3 separate regions of the Ovis aries genome follow, and regions 1 and 2 are each linked to region 3. The links are chromatin contacts, called in public Hi-C maps. All regions are on one chromosome and are shown on one strand. The core of a region is the stretch at or near the end of the contact, and the rest is flanking DNA. Distances in the headings are between cores, read along the strand shown.

Region 1 (4,639 bases), core at 1,506-4,005, 160 kb after region 3:
GGTGAGGGCCTCAGAACTGGCAAAGCAGAGCCAACCTTGACTTTCCCAGAGCAGTCTCTGCTTGAAGAGCTGGCACTTGATTGGGAAAAGGTTGGCATCTTTGCGGGTTCCTGAGGTGCCACTTACCAGGCCCAATCCAGGCAGCATGGCAGGGTGGGGTGTGGAGGCAGTGTGCTTCTGAACAAGGTCCTGAAGTGAGAAGGATTGGAGGGAAGGTCACCCCCTTCCACCCTAGGGCTCAGCAGTGACCCTCACTGAAGGCAGGGCAAAGTCAGTGCAAGAATTTAGGGCTGAGGGTGGGAGATCTTCTGGCCAGCCCCTCACTCAACCATCATCTGTGTGGCTGGTCCTTGAGAGATTCCTTTCCTAGACTAAGGATCCTTACCTCAGGGTGGGCTGAGCTTAGATGGTGGTGAAGACATCTCCTTACGGAGATAGCCTAAGGCATCATGGGCCTCCCCAAACCCTCCCAGCCCCAGGAGCCAGGCCTGTGCCCCAAGGCCCCCCTCTGCTCCCAGTCAACAGTGGAAGTTAAGAAACCATGGCCCAGGTTTCCCAGGGCTGAGCTCAGGCCGGGTGTCGAGGGCCTACCCAGCCAGTGGGCACCTCCCAGACCCGCCTGCCTGAATACTTGAACCCCGTCCTCATGGGTGGGCACAGAGGGGACATAGCTACTGGCCCCAGACTTGGCCTGCCCGGTGGGGACAGAGGCACAAGGTCTTATCATGCCTAGGCCTCCAGTTCTGCCAACCTGACTCTCTCCCCAAGGCCCCTGCCCACCTCAAGGAAGAACAGAGCCTGCTTTGAGCTGGAAATCGGAGGCGTTTCCTGTTTCATGTTGTTAAGACACCGCTTATGGGACTGTAATCCCAATAAATCATACACTTGCTGAGTGGGACAGGGTTTGTTTTTTGTTTTTTTTTTTTTCCCAGGCTGCAGGGACCTCTTAAAACCAAGGCCTTAAGAAGTTTCTTCTCTTTCATTTCTTTTTTAATGGGAAAAAATGGCTTTTGCAGGCCTGGTCCTGGTGAGGGGCCTTGTGAGCCTGTTGGCTTGATATACTCAGGCTCAAATGTTTGATTAAAGAGGGAGAAGAGAAACTGAGTCACAACGCTTAGAGCTGGTCTCCCTATTGCTGCTGACAGGTTCTGTGACCTTAGGCGAAACACTGGGCCTCCCGGGGCCTCTGTTTCCTCCTCCTCACCCCACTTCCTGTTAAAGGCCCACTTTCTTTGCTATATTTTATGAGTTCTCCTCATGATGTGAATTGCTATTTTATGCACACAAAGAGAAATGCTTGGAGTTGGTGACCCTTTTAAGCGGCCTTGTTTGTCACAGTAGCAGCCCGACCGGATGTGTTTGCAAGCGTATGTGTGGTGTTTCCGAGGTTAGGCCACCAGCAGCCCTCGAGGACTGCAGGTCCCTCACAGTATCCCGTGCCTACCCCCTCATGCCCTCGCTTGTTCATGACCCCGAAGCTCCTGGGTCTGTGTTGTCCTTGCCCCTTCCCCCGTCTAGGATTCTTGATGGCCAAGGCCCTGCACCGCCAGAAACAGTCTCCAGATCACACTCGACATAGTGGTTGCGTTTGTTGCTCTGTTTTATGAGCTGGGGTGGAGTGGGTGGTGGGCAGCTCACTGGCAGGCTTTTGCAAGCTTTGCATGTTTATACTTGCAGGAAGGTTGGGGGATGTGGAGAGGGAATTGGCTGGGCTTGATGAAGGCTGGAGCTGAGGCATTTAATAGATTCTTGTAGCCTTTGCTGCTATTATGTATTTTCTCTATCAACAGACACTAAAATGATAGTAACGGCTAACCTTTACCAAGAATTTACCATGTGCTAAGCACTTTATGTACATACTTCTGGCTGTCTTATGAGGTGGCCCTATTATTGATACCCATTTTGTTGATGGGACAGCTGAGTCTAGAGAGAGAAGATAACTTGCACAGGATTATAATTTAATTCATCAAGAGTGCAATGGATTGCAACCTAGGGCAGTCTCCCTCAAGAGCCCGTGTACTTGATCTCTGTACAGAAGGTACAGCTTTTATCTTATGGAGGCTGTGAAATAACAGCAAAAGGGTTTCTCATGATGGTAAGTGTCTAGAAACCACCAACCTAACCCCATCTTTAAAAGAAAAACAGGCCCAAAGAAGGTAATGATATGCCCAAGGTTATAGACTCAATTCAGTGGCTTCTAGAAACTAGGGTTTTCTCCCAGTGAAGATTCGGTGTAGAATCCTCAGATCCTTAAGCCAGGAGTGTGCATGTACACCACACACCATTCTAGAATTGGACTGGGGTGGGATGCCAGCCCCATGCCTGAAAGCAGCCTTGCCCCAGTAAAGGCAGCAGTTCTCAAAGTGTGGTCTGGGGACCCTCTGGGTCCCAGAGACTTCTCTGGAGGCCCCAGGGTCAGCATTATTTTCATAACAATGAGATGTTATTTGCCTTTTCACTCATTTTCTCACAAGTCCCTGGGGAGTTTTTCAGAGACTGTGACATACAAGCACTGTATCACTCTGATGGCTGACAGAATGTGTGTTCAGAGGTTTGAAGTTCTCTGTTTTCATTTCGGATACAGTAATTAGCGATAGAACAACACACATAAACCAAAGCTCTTTGAGGGCATGAATAATCTGTAAGAGTACAAAGGGGATCCTGAGACCAAAGCACTTGAGAACCACTAGTCCAAGGTGCCAGGCCCAGCACAGGGGACAGTCAGTGGCTTGCGGCCAACCGCAGCCTGGCGAAAAGGCAAAAAGAGAAAAGCAGGCCTTTTGCTCTGGAAGGGAACCAGAGAGCCCCTGGGGACGGTGCATAGCCAATCATTCCCAGCCTTGCTCCTCTGGAGTCCTTTCACCCTGTGTCAGATCACAGCCGTGGCCAGTACAGATGGGAGTTTTTATAGGGATTTTCCAGAATGTCCAGTAATGAAGGCCAGCTTCTCAGCATGCCCAATGGGCTAGATGAAATAACCTGAAAGGAAATAGTAGCCTGGAACCCACAGGCCAAGGGAAGGATGTTATTGAGAAAGTCCATGAATTGCTCATCATTTTGCTTTCCTATGGGCCACAGGTCAACTGGTGGGTAGGCCAAGGAGAAAGGCCTGAAAGGATCATTTGGGGGCCTGCAATGGCCTTGGATGTGGACAAGTGGGCACCAGTCAGAGGCATAGTGATAGCTTTAACCCTGGAGTATTTTTGTATGTTGAGAATATTAATCAGTGTGCAATTCAGAGAACAGAAACCACCCTAGGTGTTTTCAACAAGAAGGGATTCAATGTAGGGAATTATGTGCCAAAAGAATCATCGTGTGGGCTCAAGGAGCAGGTCTAAGGCTGAACCTCCAGGAATGACTCCAACCAAGAACAATACAAAACTTGCTATTGGAGGGTTTCTCCCTCTGAGATGACCCCAGAAACTGTAATTCAAGATTGAAGCTGGAGTCAAGAAGGTTTGGCTGTTGCCTTCAGTAGCAGTACTGCTGTCTCTGAAGCACTCAGGAAGTCAGGAAATCAGGAAATGGACGCTGGAATGCTCTACAAGGGGAAAAAAATCATGTTTTATGATTTGGTCTGCTGGTAGAACCAAGCAAAGAAGACACAAAGGGGACCTCCGCCTCACGTCCATTTATCAGATCTCATGCAGCTATGTCTTAATGGTCTAATTACAAAGGAGTCTGCGAAATGTAGTTTTCAGTTTTCCACATCTCCAGCTAAGTTGGTAAATTGGAGGCTTAATGAACCAGTCCCCAGTATCTGCCCACCAGTTACCAATACTCTATCTTTTCACGTGCCGAGTTGTAAGAGGCACAAGCCTGGGGAATGCATCATGACACCATCTAATTAGACTTCATGGTTTCCTGACTTCCCTCTCGGATTTCCCGTAGGGCAGCTGGGAGATGCTGCTCAGAGCGTTTGTGGCCACACTTGGCTCTTTGTCTTGGCTGTTGGCCACAATAGGGAAGAATGGCTGGCACATCCGTGAACTATCTTTTTGCTTACCCTTCAGTCTCCAGTGCTGGTGGATTACATAAAGCCTTCCCCTTGAATCAGAAGGACTGATATGTAGATGTATGTCTCTAAGCTTACCTTGCAGCACTGTGGTATAAGAACTGTAAAATTCCAAAATATTTGGGGGGAATTCAAATGGGCGTTCACAACCAAGGAAGATCTTATAAACAGGAGGGTAATTCACAAATGAATTGTGGTTCCTTCCTGGATTCTACAAGCTCCCCATTAAGGGTCCTGGCTTCCCACTCTTAACTAGTCTACGTTGTGCCCTTGAAAAGTACATTTTTTTTTTTTTTTTTTTCTGGGCAGAAAGAGGACTTGGTCCAGAACTGAAAACTCGGATGTATTCTGCCACATTCCTGATGCTTAGCCATCCTTTCAGTATTCAACTTAACTGAGGATCTGTTGTTTCCAGGCCCTATGCCTGGTATACTTTGGAGAGGGATGGTAGAGGCATCATTCTTGTCTAAAGAGAAATAGTCTAGTCATGAACATGAGACATATTTATTCTCGAATAGAGTTCTAAGGGATCTTGGAGAAGGAAGAGTATTTTCATTGGAGAAGGGATGTGGGAAGGCCTCTAGAAAGAAGTGGCATTGGAACCAGTCCTTGAAGGATAAAGAG
Region 2 (4,750 bases), core at 1,244-3,743, 180 kb after region 3:
AGTCCCTCTCTCTTGTTCCTGGCAGTCATCTGTTTAGCATTTAGTTACTTATGGGTACCATGGAGACAGCAGTAAACAGGACAGGGACCCTGGCCTCCAGGAGACAGGATTATGAACGAATGTGACTGGGAGTGGGTGGGGGAGGCGCCGGCGCTGCAGGCAGGGGCACTGAAGCTGCGAAAGAGGAAATTTCCTGGGGACCAGGGTAGTCAGCCAGGTATCAGGAGCTCCAGGTAGCCAGAGCAATCCACACAAAGACCACCACCACCAGAGACCACAGCCTGTTCAGGAAATGCTCTCTGGCCAAGTCCTGGCAGCCGTTCAGGAGAACATCCAGAAATGAGGCTGAGGCTGCTCCCGAGGAGCCATCACATGAAGGGCTTGAGCTTTCACCCAAGGGTAGTTAGAAGCTGCTCTGAGGTCGCCACCATCGCTGACACTTAGCCAGGCATGGTTCTAGGTGCATTTATCAGTTAAGCGTCACAGCACAGTCCAGGAGGTGCGCACATGTTGTTTCCCCCCCTTGGTCCATGAGGTGTCGCAGGCACAGGGAAGTTCAATAACTTGTTCAAGGTCACACAGCTGGGAGGTGATAGAGCCAGGGTTCAATCTTAGGGCGTGTGGAATGGTCCAGTTTGTGTGACCTCGCACACTCTGGAGGGTGAGGGGAGGACGGGCAGGACTGCAGCCAGGGCAGCAGGTGAGCGGCTGGTGAGAATCCAGCTGAGTGATGATGGCGACCGGTAGAGGCAGCAGGGTAGAGGGGTGTGGATGGGGGGAGAGTGGGGGGCTTGGCGGCATTGGAGGAGGCCCAGGGTCAGGCCCAGGGTCGGGCATAGGGGTCTCCCCTCCCCTCTTCTCATCCCTTGAGCCAAACTCCCTGGGGAAGGGGAGCTTGCTTGGCTAAGAAGCCCAAAGTCCAGGTGAGTTGGAGCGTGAGGTGGGGTCACGACCCAACCCAGGAGGCGGGTTTGAGAAGGGCAGCGGGGATTGGGCGGGAGGTGGGGGTGACAAGGGTGACCCCTGCCATCGAGGCAGCATCTGCTCAACTGGGGTGACTCCCGAGGCAGGAGAGGCTGGGCAGCCCTTGACTTCTCAGGCTTGTCACGGGGTAAACAGAGACAACAGGCCTAACCTCAGGGCACACGTGGGCCTGGGGCATGTTAGCCACTGGCCTGGCCCTGTGGGTTCTCTGGGAACAAAGCTCTGCCATCCCGCAGTGTGTCGGGGGGGGGGGGGGGGGGGGGGGGGGGGGGGGGGGGGGGAGGGCAGCGTGCAGCTGAAGCCATAGATCCAGGTCCGAGGCCTCCTAAAAAAGCCTAAGTTTCAGAGCAGCCCCCAGACATCTCATTGGCTGTCACAACACAAAGAGAACTTGAGATCTTTGTTTTCTAGAACAGGAAACGGAGGCCCAAGGAGATCTAAGCAATACTATCTCTAATAGAAAGATAATGCTGGGCACAGAGGTTATGTAAAATTGCTTAATAGATGAAGGAAAATGTAAAAAGAAACAGGTGAAATTTATTTAACTTAATGGAGCCAAAATAGTATCATTCCACATATAAAAATTTAATGAAATGTTTTCCTTTTTTTGCACTAAATGTTTGCAATGCAGTTTTGACACAACACAGACATTACAGGTGTAGACTCTTGCCAGGGTCACTGCCGACTAAACCTCGGCCTTTGGGGGATGCCCCTGCCGTTCTGATGCGGCTGTTGGCCCCAGTCCTGTCCCTGCAGTATTGGGGGCCTCCCTGTGGTCCTGGTGGCCCACTCTGGGCAGAAGGAAGCGAGGCCATCCCTGCAGCTGGTCCTGCCTGGGCCTCACTGGGAGCAGCCCTTTGCCCGCTCCAGCCCTGCAGGCTGCCTGCTTTGGATGACCCACAGTCTGCCCGGGGGCTACGGGGCTGTGGGAAATTAATGTCCGCAGCTGCCTGTTAGCAGCCCGGTTCCCCCAGGGAGGCTCCAAGAGGGTGATTCTGGTCCCACTGCTGTGGGCTCATCTGCATTCAGGTGCCTCAGGGAGACCCATGTACCACCAGAGCTGGGCCGGGCCCAGACCAACTCCCAAAAGCGGCAGGAGGCTGCTTCTAAGCCAGGGAGAGGAGCCACAGGCTGGGCCCCTTCTCACCTCAGGGCTGCCCTGAGGCTAACACCTAGGAAAGAATCCCTGGAGATGGGAGCCGCCCCACTCCCAGTCCTGGGCACTCAGCTCCCAGGGTGGGGGATGGTGGAGGAAGCCAGGCGTGGGCCTGCCTGAGGCACACGCTGCCTGGAGTAGGGGGACACGGGTACATCCGTGTAACTGTAAGATCTCCACCTGAGCTCCAGCAGGGGCTGCACAAGACCCTGGAAGCCCACGCTCCTGAGGGGAGGGCGCGGGCTGATGCCTCCTGGACGGGCCAGGACGCGGCTGGCAGGCCCTCTTCCCTCCCCCGCCCCAGCGTGGGCTCCTTTCCTCTAGACCCTCTGGTGCCCCTTCCAGCCCGGGGGCCAGTCCTAACAGAGCCCAACTGTGCCGGCTGGAGCCGTGTTTACTTATACCCTTGCCAGCTCCTTGCTGGGGCCCTTTCTTCAGCCAACCAGGGAGAATCATTTTTCTTTTTCCAGCTGGAAACTCCCCAGTCTCCAGCATGATGGCAGAGCTTGTAAGTCAGACCTCAGCAGAACTAAACATAGCCCTCTCCCCAGGCCACCTCATATGGTGTCGCAGGGCCCCCGCTGGTCGGCAGGGTGACCTCTGGGCCAGGTCCCAGGCCCCAGCACTGCACTGGCTTCCAGGAGGAGGTCGGGATCTGGCTAGCCCTGATGGGGAGGTCAGGAGTCAGGATTCCGAGGGTGGACAGTCGCCCCCTCAGAGCCCCCCATGTTTAGAATTTCCGTAAGGGGAGAAAATGAGTCGTGAGGTGCCTGGTGTGCCGGAAGGGTTCTGAGGAGGCGGGTCAGCCTCATCAGCCTACCTGCCTGGCCTCAGTTTTCCCAGCTGTGAAGAGTATCTGCCCTCCTGGGCTCACAGGGCTGTTGTGGGGATTGAAGTGAAGCCACTCTGTGGAAGGCAGCTTGCCATACGCATTCCAGGAGAAGCACAAAAATGCCTGACGAGAGTCGGGTGGTGTGCAGACGCTGGCACACAGAGGTCATGGGGCACCAGGGGCGGGCAACGGCTGGAGTGGCGCTCGGGACATGGGGGGGCACCGAGGGGTGGGCAGCGGCTGGAGCAGCGCTCGGGGGGGGGGAGGTGGGGCACCGAGGGGCGGGCAGCGGCTGGAGCGGCGCTCGGGGCGAGGGGCACCAAGGGCCGGGCAGCGGCTGGAGCAGCGCTCGGGGCAGGAGGTGGGGCACCGAGGGCCGGGCAGCGGCTGGAGCGGCGCCCCAGGGGCGCGGGATGAGCACAGTGGTGCTGTGGGCCCCCTGGCCCTCACATGGGGCCTTTTTCCTGCAGATGATGATGCAGTATCTGTACTACGGGGGAACGGAATCCATGGACATCCCCACTGGTGACATCCTGGAGGTGAGGACCTGGCCTGTCGGGGAGAGGAGCGGGGAGCCCCTGAGCCCATCCATCATGCCTGTGCCCAGCCTGAGACACCTGCCAAGTCTCACCCACCCCAATCTCAGAAACACAGCATTGGAGACATGAGGAGGGAGGGAAGGGGGGCCTCTGTGAGGACCCCCTGCTTCCCTGCAGGTCCTCGCTCTTCTGAGCACATGGGAAATGGTGCGCCTGTGGAACCCAACCTCCTGGGTGACCCCTCAGGGTTAGTAAGGGCCATCCCTGAGGATGGAAAGCCTAGGAGGATCAGAAGGCAGCAGGTACCCTCCCACCTTACCAGGTTACTGCTTAGAGAACGGACCTGCTGCTGGCCACGCACCTGGCTAGAAAGTCGTGCAGATGAGCAGGCAGCTCATAGTTGAAGGCCTCGCGACATGAGAAATCCCAACCAATGTCTGTCACCTATCGGATACTTCCCAAGGTGTCCTAGCAAATACCTAGATAGCCTGGGGTAGAAATAAATCAAGGCCATCGGACTTAACTGGCAGGTGGGCAGGGAGGGTCCTGGGGGTCAGGAGGGCACACAGGGGCTCTCTGTTCTGTGATGCTGGGGCCATGGGCCTGGCCCCGCTCACCCACGGCCTCTCTTCCTCCTGCCAGCTATTGTCAGCTGCCAGCCTGTTCCAGCTGGACGCCCTGCAGCGGCACTGTGAGATCCTATGCTCCCAGACCCTGAGCGTGGAGAGCGCCGTGAACACCTACAAGTATGCCAAGGTGAGGGCCCCCGCTGCCGCCCCTGCCCCCATCGCTCACCCTGCTGTGCCCTGGAAGCTTTGAAGGACAGTGTCACCCTCTCTGTGGCCTGAGGTCATGGCCACCCAGTAAGGTGGCACAGCAGCTGGGGAGCTGAGCTCTGAGCCAGGTGGACCCCAGGTCCTGTACCAGTTGTGCTGCACTGGGCAGTGAGACCTGGGGCGGCAAAGAGCAGAGCCCCTCCAAGTCAGATCAGTTCTCAACACTACTCGAGTTTCTCCCCCTTGGTGCTCCTTAGTCTTCCTCCTCGCAGCAGATGCCACGGTCACCTCCCACACCCGCAATGCATCAGCCACCCCTCTCCGTCCCGCTACCTCCACTCTCGGACGATCGCGTTGGCCTGGCCTCCAACAATTCCTGGCTTTCACCCTGCAGTCCACAAGGCTCTTTGAAAAGTGTGAAGATCCCGCCACTCCCCTACTGAAACTCTTCAAAGGTTTCCCA
Region 3 (4,628 bases), core at 1,969-4,468:
GCCAAAGAGTTGATGCTTTTGAATTGTGGTGCTGGAGAAGACTCTTGAGAGACCCTTGGACAGTAAGGAGATCAAACCAGTCAATCCCAAAGGAAATCAACCCTGAATATTCACTGGAAGGACTGATGCTGAAGTTGAAGCTCCAATACTTTGGCCACCTGTTGCAAACAGCTGACTCATTGGAAAAGACCCTGATGCTGAGAAAGATTGAAGGCAAAAGGAGGAGGGGGGCATCAGAGGATGAGATGGTTAGATAGCATCACTGACTCAATGGACATGAATCTGAACAAACTCTGGGAGATAGAGAAGGACAGGTGAGTCTGGCATGCTGTATTCCATGTGGTCGCAAACAGTTGGACACAACTTAGTGACTGAACAACAGCAACTAATGTTTGATTCTTTTACACTTCAAGTCATCAAGTAACTTGAATATATTAAGATAAATCCCATATGCTCTTTTCCTCCAAGATACATTCCAGATAGTTTCCTAGATAACCTTTCCATTCAGTCAGTTCCCTGTCTTAAATTTCCCATTGTCATATTTGTTACTTTTTAAATTAAAAAAAAATTGTTTAATTTACAATGTTGTGCTGGTTTCTTCCATACAACAAGGAGAACTCAGCGATAAGTAAATATATACATATGTGTGTGTTTTCAGTCGTGTCTGACTCTTTGCAATCCCATGGACTATAGCCTGTCAGGCTCCTCTGTCCATGGAATTTTCCAGGCAAGAATATTGGAGTGGGTTGCCATTTCCTTCTCCAGGGGATCTTCTCTACCCAGGGATTGAACCCGTCTCCTGCATTGGCGGGAGATCGGGAGATACTTTACCACTGAGCCACCTGGGAAACCCCTTAGCTTCATACAGGTAATGTATATTTATTGAAAATTTTCTTTACCAACAATGGTGAAATCAAGACCCAAACTACAAAACATGATGGCAATTGATGCTTATAAAAAATAATGCGAAGGGTTATGTTTCACAGATTTGTGCAAACTTCTTTCAAATCTCAGTCTGTCCTTTTATCAAAGAGGAGATCACAGCATCTGTTATTCCTTGTGATTTAATAGTTTTTTTTTAAAAAATGCATTCCATTGACAAAAAAGAAAAGCTTTGCTTCCAAACAGCACTAGTCTTTAAAGTGAATTTTCCCCAACATAAATATAGAAAATAGCCTGTATGGAGCACATTGGGCTTGGTCAGAACTCCTCCCCCCCACCAACAACATTTAGATGTCGCCTGATGCAAGCGCAGCCTGGGAGGTCTGAATATATACATATGCCCCCTCCCTCTTGATCCTCCCTCTCCCCCTCTCCATCCCACCCCTCTAGGTCCTCACAGAGTTCCAGGCTGGGCTCCTTGTGTTATATAGCCGCTTCCCAGTCGCTACCTATTTTAGGGTTAATTTTTTATGGAGGCACAGAACAAAATGATTTTGAAAAAAGAAAGAAAACCCGATTAAAAAAAAAAACTTGGCCGAATTTATTTCCTCTAAATGTCCATTAGAGGGCGACATTTGCTTTGCTATTATATTTCCCCTAATAAGATTTAAATCGCATCAAATTTCTTTTCACACTTTTAAACAAATTGAATATCCTTACCTACTTTGACTTCCTATCTCTATTAGAAGATGTAGTCACATCTTGTGTCCTCTTGATTTGGTCCCTGCGGACTCAGCATCGTTCATTAGTATCAATACTTCCAGCCTTGACGCCATTCCCAGTTGTAACCACCAGGCGGCGGTATTGCATAAATAAAGATGAGCTGGAAGGCAAAATTAAGCCAAAACTGCCAAAGCAAAAGGAGTTTCACCGGGAAAGGGCAATTAATTTAAGAAGCAGAGAGAGAAACCAGACATTTCTAGTTCGTATGCAACTCACGGCCCAAGGTCAAAACCCTGTGAGATATAGTACAAAGCAGCTATTCAAGAGCGCAGGAGGAGGCTGACCTGGGGGAAATGCTTGCACAATCTCCTCCTTGCTTTTGTGGCTCCACAGGAGGAGGCGTGTCCACGTTCGTGCACGTGTCTGTGAATAGTTACAGGACAGTGGCGGGCCAGGGTGGGACCGGGCATGGATCTGCTGGATACCGCCTCTGGACAAGTGCATAAGACAGGTTTACAACGGTGCTGCTTGGAGGTCAGCTCTCATTTTACCCCGGAAGGAAAGCGAGTCCTGAGCCGAGCAGAGAGCTCGCCTGAGGGCACACCGTTAGGAAGAGGTGCGTTCAGCCAGGTGTTCCAAGCCCAGGCCACAACTAAGGACGTTTTTCATTTTCGCACACCCATTACGCACGTGTGTAATACACTCCCCTCCCCCCCCCTCCCCCAGCACACACACTCGGACACGAAGCACAAGAAGGACCCAACACAGCAAGCGGCGTTGTACAGTTTAACAGGAAAGTCACCGACTCTTGCAAATCTGATCAGTTACGGCCTTCTCCCAGGAGTAGCACTCAGACTACTGCGTGTGTAATATTTCAAGTGGCGTGGAGAGGTGAGGGCGGAATCGCAGCCCTCTGGAGGCTGTCCATTTATCAGATGCCAGATTAAGAAGAATTTCTATTCTGATTGGAGCCTAGAAAGCAATGTAAAGAAAACCAGACGGATTTGGAAAGAGAAGCAAACAGGGGCAAACTCCTCGCTCCAAATACAACTGGAGTTTCGTCTCGGGAAAGGGGGAGGGGCTTGGCAGAAATTCTTGAGAGAGGTGGGGCGTCTGACTTGGGTCCCCTCCCCCAGGCCTCGGTCCTCTCCCCTAGTCCCAACCCTTTTGCTCCCCTACCCTTACTCGACTCGCTGGCTTTTGGTGTTCGGCACCAAAAGGGTTTGAAAAGGAGCTGCGGACGCCCAAAGCCTGGACGGCGGGAAGGTGGCAACACACAGTGGCTTTTCCTTTACCTCTTTCTTTAATTCGTCAGCTCGCGAGCCTAACGTTTCGATCCCCCTTTTCCCAGCCGCCAGGTCGCTCACTCGCCATCTCCTTCCCCCTCCTCCACCGAGCCCTCGGCGTCTCCTCCAGACCCTCGGCCTCCAGCCCCGCCTCTGCCGGCGCTGGGTTTCACGGGCGGCGGAGTGAAATCAGCAAAGTGACCGCCCCTCTGGGAGATCATTGGTGCAGCCCCTGCCCGTCGCGGCCGATGATTGGTGGGCCGCCCGGGTTATTTGCATGCCGGCAGCAGCCCAGTACCCAGCTGTGCGGGCGGCTGGCTCCGCGCAGAAGTTTGCAGAGAGCTTTCTCGCCGGTCGGTCCCGGACTCGCACAACCCCGGGAGCCGCCTCCTTCGATCGCCGCCGCCCTGTTCTCTCGGGATCCCTTCTCTGCGGAGGATAGACGCTCTGCTTCAGGGAAGTTGAGGTGGACCAGGGGGATTGCGGAGGAGGAGCAACGGAGGATCGTTCCAGTGACAGCTCGGAGTCGGGACGCCGGGAGCGTGGGGCTCTGGCCGCCGCGAATCTCGCCCACCTTCCTGCGGCCGCCGGGTAGGCGGGCGGGCGATGCGGCCTCCGAGCCCCGCGGTGCCGAGAGAAAGCAGGGCGCCCCGGAGAGCCTAGAGCTTGTTTCTGCCCACTTGGGGAAGGGCTCATGGAGTTGTGAGCGCCCCTCCCTCGGCGAGGCCGCCCCGGGCAGGCTCCCCATGGCCGGGACGTACAGCTCCACTTTGAAGACGCTGGAGGACTTGACCTTGGACTCCGGGTATGGGGCCGGGGACTCGTGCCGCTCGCTCAGCCTCTCGTCCTCCAAGTCCAACTCGCAGGCGCTCAACTCTTCGGCGCAGCAACACCGCGGGGCGGCCTGGTGGTGCTACTCCGGCTCCATGAACAGCCGCCACAACAGCTGGGACACGGTGAACACGGTGCTGCCCGAGGACCCCGAAGTGGCCGACCTCTTCTCGCGCTGCCCGCGCCTGCCCGAACTGGAGGAGTTCCCCTGGACCGAGGGAGACGTGGCCCGGGTCCTTCGCAAAGGTGCCGGCGGCCGGCGACAGCCCCTGTTCTCCGCCGAGGCGGTCAGGCGCCTGGCGGGGCTGCTCCGCCGGGCGCTCATCCGGGTGGCCCGCGAGGCGCAGCGCCTGAGCGTGCTGCATGCCAAGTGCACCCGCTTCGAGGTGCAAAGTGCCGTGCGCCTAGTGCACAGCTGGGCACTGGCCGAGAGCTGCGCGCTGGCCGCGGTCAAGGCCCTGTCCCTATACAGCATGAGCGCGGGCGACGGGCTGCGCCGGGGCAAGTCTGCGCGCTGCGGCCTCACCTTCTCAGTGGGCCGCTTCTTTCGCTGGATGGTGGACACCCGCATCTCCGTGCGAATCCACGAGTACGCGGCCATCTCGCTCACCGCCTGCATGGAGAATCTGGTGGAAGAGATCCGGGCCAGGGTTCTCGCCAGCCAGAGCCCCGACGGCGGAGGGGCCGGAGGCGGGGAGGTGTCCGCTGAGGCCCTGGAAATGGTCATCAACAATGACGCCGAGCTCTGGGGCGTCCTGCAGCCCTATGAGCATCTCATCTGCGGCAAGAACGCCAATGGTAAGCGCGTGGGCTCTGGGCCCGTGGACTGGGTTGGAGGGAAGTCCAACCTGGGCTACGCAGGGGGTGAATTTCCTAGGACCAAGGAGAGTCAAGACCTGAGAGAAA

What was found. A called contact is a pair of places that touch in the nucleus more often than the background predicts.
Region 1: a Hi-C map of tail adipose tissue shows a contact between it and region 3, with 4 times the contacts expected there. The contact joins the enhancer-like site here to the promoter of ABTB2 in region 3. A contact is called at or near these places in 11 of 16 Hi-C or Micro-C datasets (blood, hypothalamus, liver and 4 more).
Region 2: a contact with region 3 is called in a Hi-C map of hypothalamus, with 4 times the contacts expected there. The contact joins the enhancer-like site here to the promoter of ABTB2 in region 3. A contact is called at or near these places in 9 of 16 Hi-C or Micro-C datasets (blood, hypothalamus, liver and 5 more).

The regions. Positions count from the first base shown.
Region 1 is chr15:63,582,332-63,586,970 of ARS-UI_Ramb_v3.0, reverse strand. All of the region lies in intron 3 of ABTB2 (ankyrin repeat and BTB domain containing 2), which reads left to right. Among named protein-coding and RNA genes, the nearest start is that of NAT10, 71 kb to the right of the region's middle. Within about 2 kb of position 2,755, at least 8 of the 54 cell types and tissues checked have an H3K27ac peak or open chromatin away from gene starts, as enhancers often do. A contact at or near this core is called in hypothalamus and tail adipose tissue, where this site is marked.
Region 2 is chr15:63,560,729-63,565,478 of ARS-UI_Ramb_v3.0, reverse strand. It overlaps ABTB2 (ankyrin repeat and BTB domain containing 2), which reads left to right. Exons shown (of 17, transcript XM_027979614.3): 15 at 3,443-3,511; 16 at 4,154-4,267. Among named protein-coding and RNA genes, the nearest start is that of NAT10, 50 kb to the right of the region's middle. Within about 2 kb of position 2,493, at least 8 of the 54 cell types and tissues checked have an H3K27ac peak or open chromatin away from gene starts, as enhancers often do. A contact at or near this core is called in hypothalamus, where this site is marked.
Region 3 is chr15:63,743,188-63,747,815 of ARS-UI_Ramb_v3.0, reverse strand. It overlaps ABTB2 (ankyrin repeat and BTB domain containing 2), which reads left to right and starts at 3,218. Exons shown (of 17, transcript XM_027979614.3): 1 at 3,218-4,520. The coding sequence starts at 3,638. LOC106991640 (a long non-coding RNA gene) reads right to left here and starts at 3,052. Exons shown (of 4, transcript XR_009596659.1): 1 at 2,901-3,052; 2 at 2,412-2,577; 3 at 1,603-2,095.